Regions from separate parts of the Ovis aries genome. Here region 1 is linked to region 2. A link is a contact called in public Hi-C data. All regions are on one chromosome and are shown on one strand. The core of a region is the stretch at or near the end of the contact, and the rest is flanking DNA. Distances in the headings are between cores, read along the strand shown.

The links. A called contact is a pair of places that touch in the nucleus more often than the background predicts.
Region 1: a Hi-C map of muscle shows a contact between it and region 2, with 2.7 times the contacts expected there. The contact joins two enhancer-like sites. A contact is called at or near these places in 3 of 16 Hi-C or Micro-C datasets (mixed tissues, muscle and tail adipose tissue).

What each region holds. Positions count from the first base shown.
Region 1 is chr17:69,116,841-69,120,318 of ARS-UI_Ramb_v3.0, forward strand. No RefSeq gene overlaps it. Among named protein-coding and RNA genes, the nearest start is that of HORMAD2, 19 kb to the right of the region's middle. Within about 2 kb of position 1,616, at least 8 of the 54 cell types and tissues checked have an H3K27ac peak or open chromatin away from gene starts, as enhancers often do.
Region 2 is chr17:68,869,908-68,873,283 of ARS-UI_Ramb_v3.0, forward strand. It overlaps CABP7 (calcium binding protein 7), which reads left to right. Exons shown (of 5, transcript XM_027956738.3): 2 at 1,610-1,753; 3 at 2,851-2,963; 4 at 3,237-3,376. Among named protein-coding and RNA genes, the nearest start is that of CABP7, 7.6 kb to the left of the region's middle. Within about 2 kb of position 1,339, at least 6 of the 54 cell types and tissues checked have an H3K27ac peak or open chromatin away from gene starts, as enhancers often do.

The DNA.
Region 1 (3,478 bases), core at 366-2,865, 250 kb after region 2:
AAGTGGGGGTGGCCTCAGTGGATCCAGAGCCGCAGACGTGCAGGCCCAGCAGGGACCTGAAGGGAAGTGACAGGACTCAGCGAGCACTGCTGAGGCAGAGGGGCAGGACGCGCTGCAAGCTCCGCCCTGACCAGCTGGACGGACAGCATCCGCTGGGTCATTTACTGCAGTGGAGAATGAGGGGAAGGAGAGAGGTTTAGAGGGGAAAAACATCTAAACTTGATGTACTCTACTTCATAAAATAAAACTGGGGTAATCCCATGCCTAGAAACTCCCTCTCTTCAAGCCTCAATCCCAGTGTTCTCTCCACCCATTCCTGCCCCTCCTCCCGGCGTCCTAAGGCCTCCAGTTCTCTTCTGACCCTCCAGCCTTCTACTACCTCACATCGGAGTTGGGAGGCCCCCCATCTGCCCCCTGGCCCCCCGGGCTTTGTTCAGGCCTCTCCTGATGCTCCCTCCGCTGTAGAGGCCCCGCCCAGGGAGGAGCTGCTTGTGTGCTGAGCTCCTCAGGGTGGAGTCTTCCCCCAACCCCTCCCCCGCCACCAGGACCCAGGACATTCTGTGCGCACAGCCTCCACAGTCACACGGCTCAGGAGGGCCTTGTCTTGGTCTAATGCGCTTCTACTGCAGTTCCAAATATATTCCTACTGGATATAACAAGGGGCCCATGTTTTCATCTTGGATTAGGTCCTGACACTAGCTGTCCTGTCCCTGGATTGTAATGGTGTCGACCCTGAGTGGCAGGCAGCCTTTCCCAGCTGCGGGAGCGAGCCTCATTTCTAGCTAGGAAGGCCCACTGTTTCAAAGCAGGAGATCAAATAGAGCTCACCCACTCTGTTTCTATGAAATACGGTTTTATGTGCAGTTCTACGCTTCTTCATGGGTAATAACTTAGGAGGGAACCTAGGGAACAGAATACAGAAACAACAGATTACGGGCCATTAACTGCGGTTAATTGTTTCTTTACAGCCTAGTGCGGAGGCGCATCTGGGTTGCTTTGCCCTTGCAGTCACAGGTAGGGAAGGAGGTCTGCTTAAGCATAACCTAGCAGCTGGTGGCCCCAGCCTGGCTCCCAAAGCAGGCAGTGCTGTCACGGCCTCACTCCAGCTAAACAGTGCTTCTCCCGAGCCTCATCATCGAGCAATCGTGGGCCGCTTTCCTGAGGTCCCGTCGGCTCTCAGGTGTGCAGGCGGCCCACGTGCTGTCCAGGTGCCCTGCAGCAGCAGCCTTTGGGTGTAGCCCACGCTTGCGCCCAGTAAGCTGGACGAGCCTGCCACTCAGGCTCCGACAGCTGCAGGCCACTGCTTACTTTAGTGAACACCTGTTTAAAAGAAGAAATGAACTGAAAAAGTGCTGGACACTTCACTCAAGAGAGGCCCCCCTGGTGAGCACTGTGGGCCTGCCCGTCCCGATGAGCCACCGGATGGAGCACCAGGACCGCTGAGAGAGAGGCCTCCAGAGTCACTCCCCAGAGCAGCAACCCGAGCGACGGGACGAGCACACAGAAGAGAAAATCCAGCCCCACGTTCCTTTGCTCAGAGACACAGCCTGTCTCCATCCAGACTGGCTATGGAAGGCCTTCTGGAATGCACTCGGTCATCCTGTCACCCTCTGTTGCGCTGATCCATGTAATTCAGCTGTCCCGCCCCAGGAGCGTGGCTGACCTCCTTCAGTTCACAAACTACAGCCCAGATTCCTTGCTCTGACAGCAGCTGGCCTCCCAGGCATACTCAGCTGTTCTTCACCCCATGGAACTTCTCCCCTTAACTCTTCTCATCCGTCTCCTCTCCCTCAACTTGCACATTTCTGAGTGCCTGTCCTTGCTAGACCTGGGGGACATGGAGGGAGGGAAATAAGCCGGGTCCTCAGCCTGAGCTTTCCACCTAGTGAGTCCATGGGTTATGCGGACCTTCATGGTAAACCCTGAGGAGGGCTGTGACAGGGCTCTGAGCCCGCATCAGGAAGGGTTTCCCTGAGGAGTGTGATTTCTGTGGACAGAAAGAGGTGGTAACCAGGCACCAACCGGGGGCAGGAGAGGCTGCGAAGAGGGCACACTGCGGCCAGGCCAGCAGGGCCGTGGGCCAGAAGCGAGGCCCTTTGCAGGGAGGCACTGTAAGGCCAGTGGGGCTGAAGAGCAGGGGGCGGAGGGGGATGGGCTTGGCTCAGACAAGCCAAGTCTGGGCTCGAAGAGGACGGTCTATGTCCCTAGAGCTGTGGGAAGCCTCTGAGGGGTTTTCAGCGAGAACACCGGAATTGTGTTTTCAAGAACCTTCAGGAGGAGGTACAGGGCCTTCGTGCTCAGGGTGAGAAGGGAGCAGCCATACCGTAAAGAAAAGTATCTGCCCTGCAGAGAGGGGAGAAGCGCACGGGAAGGACGACCATGCCACCTGCTGGAGGGTTTGCGTGCTCAGAGGGAGGTGGGGGCTGGGGCTGGACATGGGGGAGAGAGGCAGTGACAAGGCAGGCAGGGGATGGGCACCTTCTCGCTCACCCCCGAGAAAAGAGGTGGCCGAGGACTGAGCCAAAGGCCAGGGAGAAGAAAGGAGCTGGCAAAGCAGGCCAGGAAGGAGAGGAAAAAGGAAAGCAAGGCAATATGCTGCCGATCTCTAGGGAAGAAAGTATGTCAGGAAGGGCCAACCCTGGAGGATAAACAGAAGCAGCCCCACGAAGAGAAAAGAAAAGAAAAGAAAGGCAAAGGGAACAGGAAGCCCACAGCCCAGAGGGCAGAGCGCCCCGGAGCTCTGGGAGCTGGAGTCGGGGAGGAAGCCTGGAGGCTGGCGGATCAAGAGGGGCCTCAGTAAGGAGTTTGGACACGGATCCTGAGGGCCAGCGGAGGGCTGTTAGAAGTTTCTTTTTAGCTAGAAACAAGATTTATGCTCCTTGTAAATAAAACAAGATGAACCCCCCCCACACACACACAAAAAAACACAAAACTCTAGCAACAAAGGTATATGTTAACAAGTGAAAGTTCTGCCAAATGCCCCTCCTTCGGTATTGTTCCAGACCTCTTGCTGTCACTCACCAACATCGTTAGTTATGTGCAAACAGGATTCCGCTGCATACAATCTCCGCACCTTTCCCCATTCGGTCAGCAGCCATCTCGAGTGTCCGTCTGGGTGGATACACGCAACATGCCCGCGGGGGTGAACGGCTGGACCGTCCGCCACAGCCTGCAGGTGTGAACGGCTGGACCTTCCGCCACAGCCTGCGGGGGTGCTTCTGCCGAGGGTGCTCATTTATTTTCTGTAACCTAAACAGGCTGTGGAGGCACCTAAGGAGAGGAGTGTTCCCCGGGGCTCTGCGACCCGGGTTGGTTCTACCATTAAGTACCTGGCTTTGGGGGTGACACGACCCCTCCTGGGCCTCAGTTTCCCGGTTCACTGCGTGCTGGGCACTATTAACTCATAAAACAAGGTGAGTGTTGATATTTCTCATTGGTGAAGGGCTTTAGCTAGAGGACCGTCGTGATTAGATTTGTG
Region 2 (3,376 bases), core at 89-2,588:
CCCCCGCAGCACCTCTGGAACTGCTGGTCCTCTGCTAACACTCCTCTGGGGGTGGGGGACTCATGACCTTCTCAATGGCCCAGGGAAACTCTAGGTGGGCGTTGGCCTGGGGTTCCCCCGGTCCAGGGTTTACAGGAGCCCCTGGCCTGGCTCAGCTCTCCCTTCCAAGCTGCTCCTCTGGCCAAGCAGCCACTGGTTACGAGACTGGTTTCTCAGGCCCTATCTAGGATTGGGGAGGGGGTGGCAGTCCAGAGTCAGAGGGTCTGGGGGCCTAGGCAGCTCAGGTGAGGCCTGTGGACACTGTCCTGGCCTGCATGGCAACTGGAACCTTCAGGCAGATGCCAGGTGGGATGAACCTGATGAAGTTTGGGGCTTCGGCCACAGCCGCCTTGCTGTGTGGCTTGGGACACATGGCCACCCTCTCTGGGCTCTAGTGGGTCCAGCAGAATCAGGGGCTGACCCCAAGGTGCAGGATCCCATGGTCAGTCTCAGGGGCTCACAGACCCCCGCACTGGCCACCTAGCCTCCTAGACCTCACTTTCCAGGTGTGCAGTACGCCTGTCCTTCCAAATACACCTGCACGCGTGAGCTCCCCTCCGCCTGCGAACTGAACAAGGAGCCCCCGGGAACCTGAGCCGAGGGGGTGAGAGGGGACTGAGAGCCCCTCCCCACAATGGGAGGTGCTCTGTAGGACCCTTCTGGAGCTGAGTAACAGTGAAGGGACGGCAAGCCCAGAGACAGAGGTGGGAAGGTGAACCGGGAGAGTTTAGAACCCTTCAACCCTCCACTGTTCCTGGATATCTTTGGTAAAATGTCACACCACGACTGCCCATTTTCCTGTGGGTAAGACTGAGGCTGGTCCAAGGTCACTCTGAGTTTCTTGTTCTCAGGCTCCCAGCCCTGTGCCTTGCTCTCCACCCCTGAGTCACCCAGGTTCCTCAGGGCTGTCTCCCTCTCCATACCATGTGGTGGTCGCGGGGGAGTGACCCCCACATCTCAGCCTGGCCTAGGCCTGCGGAGGCGCCTCCATCCATCCTGTCTTCCCCCAAATCCTGGGCTCCAGGAGACAGTCTGCGCCCAGCTGTTAGCCCGGAGCTGCGGCTGCCTCTCGCGGCCGCCATTAACGAGTGCTGACCGGTGTTAACGAGCTGAGCCTGGGGAGGAAGTGTGATGGGGATGGGGGGGAGGGTGGAAGGAATGGGGGGAGGATGGGAGGAGCGGGGGTGGGCGGGAAGCCTCCGGCAGCTCACGGAGGACCGGCTCCTCGCCGGAGTCCTCCCCTGCACAGCGGGCTCCGTGGTGCCGGCCACACGGGGTCGTTGTGAGCACGCCTGGAGAGGCTCTGGGAGCCCGAGACCCCGGGGCGGTTTCGTCACCGCCGCCGCCCCGGCTCCACTGCTGCTAGCTTGGCCTGCCCGGAGCTCCAGGGAGGCAGCGCTGTAGTGAACTCTTGGGCCACCCGCTGACTGTCTCTGACCAGACCTGCGGGGTCCCAGAGGGTGGCGACGGTCGGGGGTGGGGGGCACAGCCTCCATCCTGCGCTCAGGTGGTGGGGTCTGGGGTCCTGGGGACAGGGGTGAGGTCCTGACTGGCCCTGCCCCTCCCCCAGAGATCCGCGAGGCTTTCAAAGTCTTCGACCGTGATGGCAACGGCTTCATCTCCAAGCAGGAGCTGGGCACGGCCATGCGCTCCTTGGGCTACATGCCCAACGAGGTGGAGCTGGAGGTCATCATCCAGAGGCTGGACATGGACGGTGAGCTGCGCCCTGCCTGTTCCCTCACCCCTCACCTGCAGGGGGCTGGGGAGCCGAGTCTGGACCCTGAGCCCCCAGGACTGAGCTCACAGGGGTCCCGTCACTCTCACCACTTCGGGTCGGCCCCAAGCCCATGGCAGTTTGCAGCTGGGTCTGGCCCCACTTCTCAGCTGGACAACTGAGGCCAGACAGAGTGTGACAGCCCCAGCTACACCCAAGAAGTTGGAGACCTGTACCTCTGAATTTTCTTTTTTTGGCTGTGCTGTAGCTTGTGGGATCTTAGTTCCCCAATCGGGGGTTTAATCCGTACCCCCTGCAGTGGAAGCAAGGAGTCCTAACCACTGGGAAGTCCCCAAGAAAATTTTAAAGTACAGAAAAGTAAGAATGTCTCTACTAAATGGGCCTCCCTGGTGGCTCAGTGGTAAAGAATCTGCCTACAAGGCAGGAGATGGGGGTTCGATCCCTGGGTTGGGAAGATCCCCTAGAGAAGGGAATAGTAACCCACTCTGGTATTCTTGCCTGGGAAATCCCATGGACAGAGGAGCCTAGTGGGCTACAGTCCATGGGATTGCAAAGAGTCGGACACGACTGAGCGACTAAGCAACAATATATTAATACGAAATATTCCAGTTCCCATCACCAAAAAGAAAAAAGAATCATTAGTTGTATATGCCATCTGGCTTTCAGTGAAGGAAAAACTCGTAAGCACCAGGAAGGCCCAGTCCTCTCCTCCCAGTCTACTCTGGCCCCTCCCAGGTCCCCTCTCCACACAGATAGCACGTGCCCACCTGGGCCAGTGGTCCCCCATCCTGAACTTCGTTTCCTGTGTGTGGTGGGGAGGATGTTTGGCCCTACACCCGCTCCGGGGAGCAGGGTTCGGGGTGAAACGTGTCTCCCACGGGCAAGGCCACTCAAGGCCCGCCTGCTGCACCCCCCCACACACACACCTGTCAGGTGGGGCCTCCACACATTTGGGGGCTTCAGCGTCAGCCCAGAGCCTGGCGTGTGAGGCTCCGAGGAGGGGCTTCCTGGGCCGCACACTGGCCCGCAGTGCCCAGGTGCAGCCTGCCAGCTGACTGGAGCTCTGCCTGCTCCAGGTGACGGCCAAGTGGACTTTGAGGAGTTTGTGACCCTCTTGGGACCCAAGCTTTCCACCTCGGGGATCCCAGAGAAGTTCCACGGCACTGACTTTGACACTGTCTTCTGGAAGGTATGCCCTGGCTCACTGGAGGGCTGTACTGGGGCCACTGAAGGGTCGGGCCCGTGCTGCAAAGTGGGGGCAGTGACGCCTCCAGGCTTCTGTCCGCTGGGCCAAGGGCTCCCCTGGGGAGGCCACTGTTGGTCGAGGACTCAAGGAGAGGGGTGAGTGGTTCCCAGCCCTCCGGGACCTAGAGGCTTGTCACCGGTTTGTGTGGCCGCAGGGGCTGGGTGGGGCGGTTGGCGGTGGTGGCCGCAGCCAGAGCACCGTGTCCCCCCCACCAAGTGTGACATGCAGAAGCTGACTGTGGACGAGCTGAAGCGGCTGCTCTATGACACCTTCTGTGAGCACCTGTCCATGAAGGACATCGAGAACATCATCATGACGGAGGAGGAGAGTCACCTGGGCACGGCGGAGGAGTGCCC